5 separate regions of the Mus musculus genome follow, and all the other regions are linked to region 3. Evidence: chromatin contacts called from public ChIA-PET, HiChIP or PLAC-seq and promoter capture Hi-C data. All regions are on one chromosome and are shown on one strand. The core of a region is the stretch at or near the end of the contact, and the rest is flanking DNA. Distances in the headings are between cores, read along the strand shown. Region 1 overlaps Pak2 (p21 (RAC1) activated kinase 2). Region 2 holds the start of Fyttd1 (forty-two-three domain containing 1). Region 3 holds the start of Pcyt1a (phosphate cytidylyltransferase 1, choline, alpha isoform). Region 4 holds the start of Pak2 (p21 (RAC1) activated kinase 2). Region 5 holds the start of Pigx (phosphatidylinositol glycan anchor biosynthesis, class X).

Region 1 (2,810 bases), core at 291-2,790, 370 kb after region 3:
CAAAACCAGTACCACCTGGGTGACCCTTACACGTTACCAAGTCCAGCCAGAGCACAAGGTACAACTTTGGCTATATCTGGAACGCAGCCACTGTGCTCTCAGAAAACACTTCCCAGAAGATGTCACCTCAATGATGCTGGTCTCTTCTTAATCACCGCTAATTTCTTAGCTCCAGCTAACCAGCATCAAAAGTCCCAGTAATGCAAAGTTTTTGCTTTAGTAGTTCTGGTATCTTGTTAATCACAGCTGATTCTTCAGCCCCAGCTATGTTGGGAGCCTTTCTATCTATCCTCCCTCTGCAAATCTATAAAGTTAGTGTCTTCCCCACAGGAGTAGAGAGCTCAGAAGAGGAATAAAATACATCATATTAGGTAATGTAGTGGCAGTGTCCTAATTTGGTCAGTATGTTTAATATGCAATGCAGAAAGTTCCCATTGTAGTTATCATTGAATGTGTAAAGACAAGATGAAAGTTAGCAGTCACTACTCAGTTCTGGTCGTCTGGCAGCTCACAACAGTCTGTCTGTAACTCCAGATCCAGGCAATCTAACCCCCCACAACCCCACCCCCGCCGACTTCCACCAGCACTAGGCATGCATGGGGTGCACACACACACACACACACACACACACACACACACGTATACATATATATGCAGGCAAATATTTGTACACAGAAAATAAACCTTAAAAAGTAGCATGGTCAAGCATACCTGTAATCCTGGCACTTGGAAGATGAAGGCAGAAAGACAGAAGTTTGGGACTAGTGAGATGGCTCAGTGGGTAAGAGCACTGACTGCTCTTCCAAAGGTCCTGAGTTCAAATCCCAGCAACCACATGGTGGCTCATAACCACCCATAATGAAATCTGACACCCTCTTCTGGTGTGTCAGAAGACAGCCACAGTGTACTTATGTATAATAAGTAAATCTTTGGGCCGGAGTGAGCAGGGACTGGGCGAGTGGAGTTGACCGGAGCGAGCACGATTGACTGGAATGAGCAGATGTCCTAAATATTCAATTCCCAAAGTAGGTAGGCTCCTAATGTAGTAGGTTGAGAATTAGTGGTCTGTAATAAATGGCCCACTCACTCTATCTATTTTCAGTTTGTTTTTGGATTCACTAAAATCTTGTTTTATTTACTAGCATTTGTTTGTATACTAAATTTTTAAAACTTTTGCTTTTACATTTATTTGATTTGTATATGTATGTGTGTGGAGGTCAGAGGAAAATTTGTACATGGTGTAGCATTCCTTCCACCATGTAGTTTCTGGAGATGGAAAGAACCAGGTTGTCAGGCTTGGCAGAAAGTATCTTTGCCCATAGAGCCATCTCCCTGGCCCCATGACATAAATCTTTTGATCAGTCCCATGAACTTGTGTTTGTCTGAGTTCCTTACAAGTCTTCTCTGCGTTCCTACACCTCTCTGCATCAAGTCTTTGCTTTGGAGCTTTGCCATCTTGGCCTGATGTTCTGACTGGCATACTCTGGTGAACACTTCCTTTCCAGTGTGGGAGCCTCTGACTCAGTGTATGGCCGCACCTGCAGGTAGTCGGGGCTCGTTCTCATCTGTACTTAAGCTCACAGAGGTTCGTAAGGTTTGGGATGCCATGGTGTCAGTGTAGAAAGAGATTGTTAGAGTTCTGGTCAGTGTTGTTATATTAGTAAGTTCCTGAAAACATAAAGTAAAATTTTGCATCATGAACCATGTTTTCTGGTAATGTGTTTTTCACTTCTGTGTCATAGCTGATCCCAGTAGATAATATAAATTCATTTCCACTAGTTAGACTGACTGAGTCCAGACACCACTTCCTTATTTCTGTCGTGTATTTAGCTACTTCTGGTCTTCTTCAGAACACAATTGAGGAATTGTGTTGAGGCTCATCACAGTTAAACAATGGGCCTCTTAGAGAGTACAGTGTGTTTTGGCACACTTTTTGTTTTGCCTACTTGTTTGTTACTGAAAAGTATCAAAAAGTGAAAGGATTGGAGAGAGGCACTACTTACTTTTTTTTTTTTCATACAGCATTTTTGAGTAGTGGTAAAACAATATAGGCTATATTATCATTTTATTATGAAGTGTGTTTGACTTGGTTTGGGGACAGGATTTCATGTATCTTAGGCTGTGTTCAATTATTTTTTTTCTTAAAGATTTATTTATTTATTTATTCATTCATTCATTTTTATGAATATGAGTATACTGTACTATATATACAGTATGTATACAGACAGTATGCTGTCTTCAGACACACCAGAAGAAGCCATCAGATCCCTCTTCACAGATGGCTGTGAGCCACTGTGTGGTTGCTGGGACTTTTTGAAGAGCAATTGGTGCTCTTAACTGTTGAGCCAGCTCTCCAGCCCTGTGTTCAACTCTTCATGCATCCAAGAATGACTTTGAAGTTCTTGCCTCCAACCTCTCTGTGGTAGGATGCATGCGCCCCTTGTCTGGTTTTGTACAGTGCTAGGGACTGACTACCACTAAGCAGGCACTCTTTACCAACTAAGCCTCATCTCCAGTCCTGTGAGTTGTTTTTGTGTCTATTGTACCTGTCTAAAATATAAGGTTAAAGAATTTTATTGGGACCTTACCAGGCACTTTTTAGGCACTTAACACTGTCTGTAGGAGCAGTGCACAAAAAGCTGCGTTGTGGGAAAGAGACTAAGGCCATAAGTCAGCAGTGAGGGGCAAGTACAAGCTTTTCAAAGGTAACCCTGTTAGTGTGACCTGCTTTATCTGTGTCTAGTGAACGGCTGGGTGAGAAAAGGACTGCTACATTCAGGAGGGATAGGCTTCACTGGGGAGCAGAGCAT
Region 2 (2,700 bases), core at 66-2,565, 450 kb before region 3:
CTCAGCTGGGAATACCCTCCCCTGGGAGCTGCGAAGGTTTCCTTTCAGAGCTGTGTGGTTCCTGGGCACCAGTGTCTCAGGATGCCCTTCCACTGGGACACCTGCTCCCCTCTTCAGCTGTATGGTCCCTGGGCTTCTGAGGCCCAGGATAGCCTTCCATTAGAAAAGAAACACAAGTTCAGTATTCAGGTATTTTAAAATATCCAAGAGGGGCAGTGTGGTGAGAAGAGACCCGGAAAGAGGAAAAAGAAAGAGAGCACTGATTCTATCCAGTACCATACATAACTTGACTCTACAAAAGAAAAAAAAAGAAAAGAAAAGAAGGAATTACTTTTGGATTTGCTAAGCCAAACCAAACAGAAGCCCTCATACTGTTGGATTGGAATTATTTTTTTTTTCGAAAATAAAAAACAATCCTCATGCTTTTCTTACATAATCATCAGCAAACCACGGCATCCTTTTTATGTACACGGGACCCCATGTTCTACCTGACATTTTATCAATCTGCGTACATCTCTCCCTCCCCACCCCCAACTGGCTAACTTTGAAACCGTGCTAGAGAACACGCTTCAGTAAACACCTAATCAAACTCAGTAATACGGTTCACGCTTAACGACCCCTCCGAGCGGCCGTTCAGGGACCGCGTCCGGGACCCCCGGCGTTCCCAGGGGAGGCGCCGGTTGGAAATCGCCCGTGCCCAGCGCACTTCTGGGCATTCACACCAGACAAGCTATTCTCGCGGTTGCTGGCTTTAGTCAGTTGCAGCCCCAGGCTGGTTCTAAGACCCTTTAAAAGGAAAAGCCCCGGGTGGGTGAGCACACGCCGGCCCGGGTAGCCCAAGAGACTCCGTCCTGCGGGGAAAGAAGACAGCAGCTACGGACCCTGCGGACCGCCGGGCCCGGCCAGTCCTTGTTACGACCCCTCCCTACCCCCGGGGGTGGGACACACCGGGGTCGCTCCCGTCCCATCGGGGGGGGGGGGTCCTCGCCGGTTCCGCCCACGCGCGACCAAACCGGACAGGCAACCGCGGTCAACCGCCCCTTCCCCCACCGTGCCTCCCGCCCCCTCCCCCCACCACGACGCGGCCACCCTGGTCTCTCACCCAGGGACATATCGATTTTGTCCAGGTTCTCATTGCTTCGTGCTTTCGGTGGCGGCGGCGGGGTCGCCGTGGCTCCTACCAACCGGGTGCCAAACCGGTTCATGACTGGGGTTGCGGCGTCGGAGCAGTCAGCCGGGAAGGCCAGAGTCGCAGGCCCGCCGCCTCCCACTCACGCACGCAGACTAGCTGCAGCGCAGAGCGCGCACGCGCGCCGGCGGCGTCCTCGCCCTCCCACCTCCCAGCAGCGGGCGGGGGAGAGGGACTACCGAGACGAGCTGCGGGCGGCTAGAGCGGCCCACGCGAAACTGGCGCCTAGCGGCCCTTACCGGTGCGGGGCGCCGTCCTGGAGCCTCAGCCCAGGGCGCCGGGAATAGCGGCTGTCCTAGCGCCTCGACGGTCCACACCATTGGCAGCGCCTCCGAAACCGAGTCTGAACGACTAGCCTGGCCCTGCTGTTCCGGCCCGTCCTGCTGCGGAAAGGCCCGGCACGCCCCTCTGCAGTGCAGCCTACGGAGGCTGGACAGACCCCTGCGAGCCGAGATTGCAGCGATGGGTCCCAGCTCCCCTGTCCCTGAGTTGCCACGTCTGATAGCAAAGGCTGCAGTGACAGTTCTTGAGTCACCTTAACAATAAAAGTAAATGCTAATGTATCTGTGCCTTGTCTCAGTTGGCACTCTATAAACATTTGGCACGGTACTAGCTACCTTAGTAAGACCTCATCTTCCCTTGGGAGGGTAAGTACTTCTGTTTATTTGGTTGCGTTTTTCTATTACTCAATTGAGTGGCGAAATATATATATTTTCCTTAATCGTCTTTATAGAAAAACTTAATGTTTCCATTCCAGCTTAATAATTCGTTTCCCCTTTACGAAATGTTATTCCCCCCCCCCCTTTTTTTTTTACTTTATTTTCTACAACGCACCTGCGTGGAAGCATGCCTGTTATTCCATCCCCCACATAACAGCTCAAAACCATCTCAGGCATTTTCATCTAAGGAAAAAAAAACAGCGTCAAGTGTTCTGTTCGTGTAGAAATCTCTGCCACCGTTTTCTTCACTTCCTAAAATTTCTTTAGTAGAGACCTGAGCTAGCTTTGTAGTGACCCAAGAAATCTGAAAACCACACTATCCTATATTTAATTTAGTAATGTCACAATCCATGTGATTTGCAAATTCAACAGCCGTGACACATTTTACTATTTTTTGCTTGGAGCTTCCATACTTTAAAACACTTCATATCATGTACAATTGCATCTATTAATAACATATTTTCTAACTTTTACCAGCTGAGACCTGGTTATATTGTATCTACCCTTTTTAGTAAAGATTGTGACAGCTATTGATCCATCTTAAAACTACATACTAATGCTTCTTACGATATGGTTAAAAGAAAAGGCCACTCTTAATTCGTGATTCCATCCAAAAGCATGATGTTTTGGGGTGTTTGATGAATCATAGTAGTCTTATCTTGAGGAAATGTATAATTTTCTATTGAGAATTTGAGAAATACAATCCCTTATTCTCAAAAGTCAAGTTGGGCCAGGTGTGTTTTGCAGTGCCTTTAATTGCAATACTCGGGAGGCAAAGAATAGTGAGTGAAT
Region 3 (2,700 bases), core at 120-2,619:
CTTCTCAAACTAAAAAAGCAACAACAGCAAAAAGCTAGACATGGTGGCATGCACCTTTAATCTTGAGGCAGAGGCCAGGAGTCTCTGTGAGTTCAAGGCCACCCTGGTCTAGATGGTTCCAGGTCAGTGGCTATACATAGTGAGATCCTGTATTAATGCCTCAGAGCCAGCACTGGTGAGGCAGAAATAGGCAGATCTCTGAGTTCAAGGCCAGCCCGGTCTACAGAGGGAGTTCCAGGACAACCAGGGCTACATAGAGACACCTTGACTTGAAGAAACAAACTCACAAGCAAGAGCAAAGAAACAAAACCAAAACACTTTAAGTCCACCAAAATTTTTAAGCCCAACTGAAAATACTTGTCTCAGCCTCCTGGGTGTCTGAATTCTAGTTGTGTATCACCACACCCAGTTTTCAAACTTTAGCTCGTTTACTGCATACGTAGTAAGATGTAGGAAGCTAACTTTATAGCATCATTGCAAACACACCTGAAACCTATTTTATAAATCCTTACTATGTGAACACAGCGGGGATTTCTATTGTAGACCAGTTGTCTGTATTTAGTTAGTTGCCATCCAACTAAACTGTCTTCACAGCCCAATAGTAAACTGGGACTCAGAGTTGGGTGGCATAATCCAACTCTGAACTTTCCGCTTACTGACGAAGACACTAGCTCAGTGGTGAACTAAGTTTCTCACCCACGGAAGTTTGCCCGTAAAATTCAAACTCTGGTCTGGTCTCACACCAGTGCGGTTTCTTCGTAAGACCTGTGCCGGGTGGGTCCCTCGCTCATTCACTCACACTTTGTACACAAACACAAGTGCAAAGCACCACCCCCAATTCCTGATCTTACATTCTCCTCCAAGTCAGCCCTCAAAGTCGCTGCTTGTCGGTGAGCGCGCCCTCGCAGCCGCTGCTTCATGGTCCCTCGGATCAATCCCCTCAGTCACTATCCATCGATCAGTCAGTCCCCGGGTAGTCACTGCTGCATACTTACTCGGTCATGGTCCCGTCGCAGCCTCTGCCTCGTGCTCTCCGAGGTCAGAGTCCCTCGCATTTACTGCTCCGGGGGTCACAGACCCCTCACAAGCGGCCACCCCTGGGTCACAGTCCTCTTGGCTGTCATTGTACCTCGGTCACAGTAGCCTCCTGCTTCACACTTTCCCTAGCTGTCACTGGCCCACTCTTCAGTCGCAGCCCCCTCACGCTCCCAGCCCGCCTTTGTCCTCGCAAAGCACCCACTACCCGGAGTTTCCTTACCTCAACTCCTCCAGGCTCCGGTCCCCCTCGGATCCCTTCCCCGCGCCGCGTCACCGACTAGCGAAGTCAAATGGGTTGCGGGGAGACGCCCGGGAAACATCTGACCGGACTGCGGACCGGAAGTCCCGCCTCCCGCCCGCCCTCTTGTCAATGCCACCTCCGCATTCCTGAAAACCACAACCTGACAGAGTAGTTCCGCTTCCAGAGGGGCCGGGCGCGTGGGGTGACTGAGCCGAAGCGCTGGAGGCAGGCGCGGGGTCGGCGGGCTCGGAATTCCGGATGTGTGGCGCCTCCTGCCGCCGGTCTCCCGGCGTCCCCTGCGCCCGCTGCCCCTCGCCTTCTCCGCAGGGCTGGGGCTCCGATGTCCGACCTCCCCGAGGACTTCGAGCCCGCCGGCTCGGTCAGGCGAGCTCGGGTCTGAGCTCATCCTCTGTCTGCCAGTTATTCGGACCTGGGTTGACTCATCAGAAAACGAGCCTAGAAATCGACCCGGGAAGTAGTGGAGCAGGAGTAGAGGCGAGGGCAAAAATGCACAGACAAGGAGGCTGTAGTCTAGGGAACGAACTTCCTACGGTGAGCTTTTGGGGGATTTTGTTTGGCCGAGTCCCCCCCCCCCACACACACACACACACAACACACTTCTAAGATTTTGTGTGTCCACGGAGGCCATAAATGGGGTGACATGTCTTGGAGCTAGAGTTAACGGGCCTTTGTGAATACCTGGGTGCTGGGACCTGAACTCTAGTGGGTTTTGTTTTTTTTGGTTTTTTGGTTTTTTGTTTTTTGTTTTTTGTTTTTTTTTTTTTCGTTTTTTCGAGACAGGGTTTCTCTGTGTAGCCCTGGCTGTCCTGGAACTCACTCTGTAGACCAGGCTGGCCTCGAACTCAGAAATCCACCTGCCTGTGCCTCCCCAGTGCTGGGATTAAAGGCGTGCACCACCACTGCCGGGCTAATTCTAGTCTTAATTGAACAGTAAGTGCTTTTAACTCTTAACCACTGAACTCTCTCTCCAGACTTTTTGAGGGGAATTAAAAGTAACTATCAGACATGGCCTTTACTGTTGCCGAGACTGGCCTGGACCTTACTATTTGTCCCATGCCGGCCTTGAATTTGCAGTGGACCTCCTGCCTCAGACTCTAGAGTGCGGTCATTAGCCGCCACACCCTGTGCAATTCTGTAGCTGTAAGGCAAGTGGGAAGAAAACTCTACAGGAGAAAGATGGGGGGGGTGGGGGTAGACTTTTATGTATTTGTTTGCATTTTTTACTTGAAGATAACTGAGAGGAAAGAGGATGGGTGAACTTGTGCATCTGCTGAGGTGCTTCTAAGGAGAAAAATGATTAAAAGCTAGCACACACACTTAAGTTCAAATAGGTATTTGGACTTGGCAGATAAAATGCCCCCAAAAAAGGACTTCGTAGCTGGAGGAGACACCAAGGGCCT
Region 4 (2,752 bases), core at 164-2,663, 350 kb after region 3:
TACCTCAGCCACCTGAGTGCTGGAATTACAGGTTTGCTTCATCATATCTTGTACTACAGTACTTTTTTTTTCTTTTCGAGACAGGGTTTCTCTCTATATAGTCCTGGCGGTCCTGAAACTCACTTTGTAGACCAGGCTGGCCTCGAACTCAGAAATTCGCCTGCCTCTGCCTCCCAAGTGCTAGGATTAAAGGAGTATGCCACCTCGCCCAACTACTACAGTACTTTCTAATATACCCATCTTACACCAAGGTGCAGCTACATAAGTCTTGTGGTTTTGGTTGTGAGCCTAGCCTTCATCTCTCACTGACCGTGGCAATCCTCTTCCTACTTGTAATCCTTTCCCCTCAGTTCTTCCGAGTTCCTTTTTCTGTTTTAACTGCCACCTTCTCTGTCCACTCTGTCCACGGTAATCCCTCAGCTTTTTCCCCACCTTGTAACAGGTATCAGTGTTTTGGTTTTTATGTTTTCATACGTTTTTTTGGTTGTTTTTTTTCTGAGACAGGGTTTCTCTGTATAGCCCTGGCTTTCCTGGAACTCACTCTGTAGACCAGTCTGGCCTCGAACTCAGAAATCTGCCTGCCTCTGCCTCCCGAGTTCTGGGATTAAAGGCGTGCGCCACCACCGTTTTCATGTTTTTAACCTTTACAAAGACTAGGTGAAGCATGTTCATTTCTGGTACCTAAATGGTCTTTTGTAGATATTAGATATTGACATAGTTGTGGAATAAGAATACATGAATTAACTCCTCCATTGATAAAATACAGAAAAATAAAAAAATCTTTGTTTTGCAAAGAGGGAGGACCTAATTTAGCAGCATAATCTGATTCAACTTAATCTGGTTAAATTTGTAGGAAAAAAAAAAGCGGTGGCGTCGCATTCCTTTAATCGAGGCCAGCCTGGTCTTCAAAGTGAGTTCCAGGACAGCCAGGGCTATACAGAGAAACCCTGCCTCCAAAAAACCAAACCAAACCAAACCAAACCAAAAAACAAAGTGAGCTGGGCAGTACCTCTTCAGGAGGCAGAAGCAGGAGGATCTCTAGTTCAAAGTCAGCCTGGACTACAGAGTGAGTTCCAGGACAGCCAGGACTCGAAAAGCCATCCCTCCCCACAAAACACCAATTGGTGAATGGATACATTCTCAGAAACAAAGACCCTCTACACACAAATATGTTTGGATCAGCTGTTCTCCGTCAGCTTTGTCAGTAGGTAAACCGTAACTGCAGACAATGCAGAATGCTGATAAATGAGGGACAGGTTTTCTCTGTAACGCCCACTGTCCTGAGTCTCCCTAACAGATGACTAGACTACGGTTCCCAGCCGCCCTGTGAAAGCCCGCCCCTCGGGTCATGACGCCACTTTCAGGGCGGGGCTGTCTTACGGCCCCGCCCCGCGCCCCCGCCGCCGCCCTCCCCCAGGGTTGTGGCCACGCGCAGCGGCAGCGGTTGTTCCGCTTCCCCTCCGGCCCGGGCCGTCGCCATTGCCGAAGGCTCCTGCCCTCCCCTCCCTGGCCCAAGGGGTTCTGCGCCTCACGGCCTCGGTAGCGACGGCCGCGCCCCGCGCCGCTCCCCTCCGCCCTGCCCTCCTCCCTCTCAGCGCCCCAGCGCAGTGCTCGCCCGCGTCGGCCAAGCAGCCCGCCCTGGGTCGGGCGGAGACCTTTCCTCTCTGGTAAGTGCGGTTGCCGCTCGCCCGGGCCGGGCCGGGCCGGGCCGAGCCGCCGCCCTCCTCCCGCCTCCGCGGCCTGGGCCCAGCGGCCCGGGACGCCAGCACCTGCGGGCGGGCCCGCGGCTCCGGGCGGTGGCTCATTGTCTGCGCCCTGGCTCTAAGCTTCGGCCGAGAGGAAGCTTGCTGGGCTGTGGGGACCCTGGCCACTCCGGCCGTCCTTGCCCTTCTCTCCCGCCGGCGCTGCACCGGACGACTCGGGTTTGTTCCTGGATGTTCCCTCCTTTACCAGCTGCGTTCTCTGCAGTCTCGTCGCTCGGGAATCCTGTCGCGAGCTCCTTAAGTTCAGTGTGTAAACTCTTCCTCCTCCTCCACATTAGGAAAAAGTTTTTGCCGGGCTCTGGGAGCCTGCGTTTAAGAACAGAAGTTAAGGATCTTACGGTTTTTGCTTGATCTTTAGCCAGGAGGTGAATATTTGCTTCTTAAGGTTAACTTGGGCTGAGGTTGGCTTTTCACCATGTTTGGCTGTCTGAAACACGCGCGCCCTCACAAGAAAAAAAAAAAGTTGCTGCAAATAACTTAATGGACTCAGCCTTTTGATTAGTTCTAGATCAAGTCGTCCAAGACAGAAGTGTGTTAAATAATTGCCATTGTGGCTTGATGGGAAGGAGGCTCTCTCCATCCCCTGTCTTAATAGAACTAGGTAGAGTGGAAGTGAGATTTGTTTCCTCTTTGACAAATCACCAACTCCCATCGATAGCCGCCAGGTTCTTCTTTACAAGTGACCTGTAGATTTTCCAGCTTTTCGTTTCTAACCTTTTAAAAAAAGACAACCAAACCGGTTAGGCCCAAAATTAGACAACGACGAGCTGAGCTGTGTTTTGGGTGAAGGTTGTGCACGTCACGTTTTTCCCCTGCTGTATTCGACTCTTCCGCTCTTATAAAGTAGGCAGGATATTGAAATAAATACACAAGAATTTGCTCTGGGGATTTTTTTTTTTTTTTTTTTGGTAGAGCTATCCAAAAGAATAGTATGAATAAAATTAGGTTGGGATGAAGGCAGTGAGTAGTAATTTTTAAAACAGGTTAGG
Region 5 (2,736 bases), core at 54-2,553, 330 kb after region 3:
TAAATCTTAAAAAAAAAAGAAAAATAGGAATAAAAGTGAGAGAAAGAGAAAATGAAATGTTCATCTAACTTCTATTCTTTTTTCTAGCTATATGTATGTCACATACATATATGCATAAATATAAATACATATATAGACTACAGTTTAGTTTTATCTCATACATACGGTTTCCTGTATTAAATGCAAATTTTATGGTTGCTAGGTAGATTTATCATATAGGATCACAGTCTGTATTCTCACCCTACTGACAGATGTGAGATTTTTACTCCTATGAGGTCAACCATAATAAAGTGCTGCCTTTCACATTGCTGGGCTTTGCCTTTGATCTGAGCCAATGCCCAGACACTATTCCCAGTTCACCTCACTAGAGTGTGATGTCAGTAAACTTTCCAGACACTATATGGTCTACAAACATAAGCAAAGGGCCACACTTGTGAATAGAGTCGATAATAACGTAAGGTCTTCACTAAAGAGTTTTCCTTTTAATTTATTATTATTATTGTTGTTGTTGTTTCAAGTCAGGATTTTCTGTGAAGCTCTCGCTGCCCTGGATTCACTCTGTAGACCAGGCTGGCCTCAAACTCAGAGATCTGACCGCCTCTACTTCCCGGGTGCTGAGATTAAAAGCATACACCACCACTACCTGGCCTTTTTTTTTTTTTGTTTTTGTCCATATTTCTTAATAGCATGTTTGTAGTGCTATATTACACTATCCTCCCACTTTCGAGACCCCATAACCTGCCTGCCGTTCAGCACCAGCACTAGGTCAGCTAACGCACTGGGAGGAATGACATTACATTTACCTAATGTATTTTTACCTGATATACTTTTCCTACTAGAGATTTGTTCCCCACAACACCGAAGGGAATACTGAGGTCCCGATTCATGTCCTCACCAATGCAAGGCGACCCTACTTACCCTTGAAGAAGTACAGGAAGTGCACATCTGAACAGCAGTGAGGGGGTGGTTTCCATCCTACTGCACTGCACAGAGGAGCTTAGGTCGACTTTGAGGCGAGGTGGAGCCTGACGCTGCAGGAAACGGCGATAGCCATAGCCTACAGGAATAACCATGGGGTGAACTCAGAGGCAGGGGGCTCAGCCCGCACGCATCCGGTTGTGGGCAGGAAGCGGGGCTGAGCGCGGGGAGTGCGGTCCTAAGGCAGCTCGCCCGGTCCAAGGGCCCACCTAGGCGCCCCGAGGATCGTTCCCAAGGCAACAGAAGGCTCTCAATTTGCGCTTGCGCAGCCTCTCGCCCCGCCCCGGCCGGGATGACGAGGGGCGGGGCCAGGGGGCTGGCCTCTCCGGAACCTGGAGTTGTAGGGAGATCCTAGGGTGGAAGTGTTAGCCGAGTTCTGTTCGGGTCATCGGGAAAGGTGAGCGCGCGCTCAGCGTGCTCAGATTCCTTCGGTGACCGCAGCTTGCCCCGAGCGCCCCTTTCGGGCGTCGGGCTCCGGCGTCCTGGCTGCCGGCGCTGTGGCCTGGCTGCTCCTTTGGGCAGCCTGGCTGGTCGGCAGGCTCGCCGCGGACTTCAGCGACGCCCCTTTCAGCGCTGGTAAAGGTCAGGGGGCTGAGCGAGTGTGTGCGGAGCTGGGGCGGAGGTGGGGAGCACCCGCGGCGCCTGGGGTACCCGAGGCCGGAGGAAGTTAGCAACAAAGGCCCTGTGCGCCCTTCCCTCCTTGTGATCTTTGCTGGGGGTCCCATCCCGGGCTTCAGAGCCGGGCTTTGTCTTTCCAAGGCGGGACTGGCCACGCTGTGACCCAAGTACGAAACAAGTACAGCAAGCCACGAAGTATCTTGGGGTGCTTATGGTTCCCCTGAAGATGCCTTGTGCTGCCTGAGAGGCAGTGAACCCTCGGCATCCAGCGAAGTGTGAGAATGCCCAAACAGCATGTATGGGAGAAGGGGTGAGGTGATGTGTTGTGTGACATACTTCCCAGGGACACACGCACGCACGCACACACGCACAACCTGCTCACTCCAGAAAGGTAACCTTTGTACCAGTGTCCAGTTTGGTAAACCAATGATTTTTTTTTTTTAATTGGGGCTACTATTAGAAATATGGGTGAGGGGCTACTTACTAGAAGCAAGGATAACTCAAAAGAAGCTGCATCAGTAGAAAGATAAAATGGGTGAGTCCTGAAAACTGCAACCCTGGAGCTCACTAAGCGACTTCCAGACAGCTCTTCAGTCCTAACACTAGTTTCCCCCCTCCCATCTCTTTTTCTCTGCAGTTTGCCCCCAGCAACTGTTGACTCGCTTTTATATTGTAGGACCCTCAAGCGTCTCCCAACTGCTTATTCTCCTGGCTTCATGTTGCTGAGTAACAGGTTTATCAGTGATTCACACTCTTATTTTAATGTTCTTCCCACACATTTCTTGCCAGTGTTTTAGAGCAGGGTACCTGGCTACTGAACCTTTAGGGTTTGTTTGTTTCTTAATATTTGATACTTGAGAAATGGTCTTTCTTGGAACTTGGTATGTAGACCAAACTGAGTGCTGGAACCAAAGGTGGTGCCATCTCACCAGTCTTGAACTTTTAGTCACTGAGTAATAATAGTTTTAGTGAATCATTTTATGAAGATTTCTGCTTATTCCAAGTGTGTAAGTGAACTCACTGAATCTTCATGTGCCCCTCATTTTCTTGCCTTTTTTTTTTTAAAAAAAAAGCCTCTCCCAACATCTTCACAAAGTATCAGTGTACAATCTTCCCAGACTTGTAGACACGGGCATAAGA

What was found. ChIA-PET counts read pairs in DNA pulled down with a chosen protein or histone mark. HiChIP or PLAC-seq counts read pairs in DNA pulled down with a chosen protein or histone mark. Capture Hi-C pulls out chosen DNA fragments and counts their contacts.
Region 1: an RNA polymerase II ChIA-PET map of memory CD8 T cells shows a contact between it and region 3, with 19 read pairs. The contact joins the enhancer-like site here to the promoter of Pcyt1a in region 3. A contact is called at or near these places in 7 of 39 promoter capture datasets (3T3-L1-derived adipocytes, the HPC-7 cell line, cranial neural crest and 4 more), 6 of 115 datasets of contacts at active chromatin or transcription factors (embryonic limb bud, extraembryonic endoderm stem cells, memory CD8 T cells and 3 more) and 1 of 9 other capture datasets (pancreatic islet).
Region 2: a contact with region 3 is called in a promoter capture Hi-C map of adipose tissue. The contact joins the promoter of Fyttd1 here to the promoter of Pcyt1a in region 3. A contact is called at or near these places in 2 of 39 promoter capture datasets (fetal liver and liver) and 2 of 9 other capture datasets (adipose tissue and liver).
Region 4: a contact with region 3 is called in an H3K27ac HiChIP or PLAC-seq map of extraembryonic endoderm stem cells. The contact joins the promoter of Pak2 here to the promoter of Pcyt1a in region 3. A contact is called at or near these places in 6 of 39 promoter capture datasets (the C10 cell line, hippocampal neurons, liver and 3 more), 6 of 115 datasets of contacts at active chromatin or transcription factors (effector CD8 T cells, extraembryonic endoderm stem cells, large pre-B cells and 3 more) and 3 of 9 other capture datasets (adipose tissue, macrophages and pancreatic islet).
Region 5: a promoter capture Hi-C map of liver shows a contact between it and region 3. The contact joins the promoter of Pigx here to the promoter of Pcyt1a in region 3. A contact is called at or near these places in 2 of 39 promoter capture datasets (cranial neural crest and neural stem cells), 4 of 484 Hi-C or Micro-C datasets (B cells, CD4 T cells, granulocyte-monocyte progenitors and 1 more), 18 of 115 datasets of contacts at active chromatin or transcription factors (the 230-238 cell line, CD8 T cells, the NIH/3T3 cell line and 13 more) and 3 of 9 other capture datasets (adipose tissue, liver and pancreatic islet).

The regions. Positions count from the first base shown.
Region 1 is chr16:32,059,016-32,061,825 of GRCm38.p6, reverse strand. The region is part of intron 1 of Pak2 (p21 (RAC1) activated kinase 2); the gene reads left to right. Among named protein-coding and RNA genes, the nearest start is that of Gm26419, 5.5 kb to the left of the region's middle. Within about 2 kb of position 1,540, at least 104 of the 459 cell types and tissues checked have an H3K27ac peak or open chromatin away from gene starts, as enhancers often do. A contact at or near this core is called in the HPC-7 cell line, liver, memory CD8 T cells and 1 more, where this site is marked.
Region 2 is chr16:32,876,399-32,879,098 of GRCm38.p6, reverse strand. Fyttd1 (forty-two-three domain containing 1) reads right to left here and starts at 1,315. Exons shown (of 9, transcript NM_027226.4): 1 at 1,103-1,315. The coding sequence starts at 1,205. It also overlaps a transcript of Rubcn not described here.
Region 3 is chr16:32,429,590-32,432,289 of GRCm38.p6, reverse strand. Pcyt1a (phosphate cytidylyltransferase 1, choline, alpha isoform) reads right to left here and starts at 1,369. Exons shown (of 9, transcript NM_009981.4): 1 at 1,259-1,369.
Region 4 is chr16:32,078,003-32,080,754 of GRCm38.p6, reverse strand. Pak2 (p21 (RAC1) activated kinase 2) reads left to right here and starts at 1,413. Exons shown (of 15, transcript NM_177326.3): 1 at 1,413-1,667.
Region 5 is chr16:32,098,294-32,101,029 of GRCm38.p6, reverse strand. It overlaps Pigx (phosphatidylinositol glycan anchor biosynthesis, class X), which reads left to right and starts at 1,303. Exons shown (of 6, transcript NM_024464.3): 1 at 1,303-1,560. The coding sequence starts at 1,461. Cep19 (centrosomal protein 19) reads right to left here and starts at 1,241. Exons shown (of 4, transcript NM_025892.3): 1 at 919-1,241.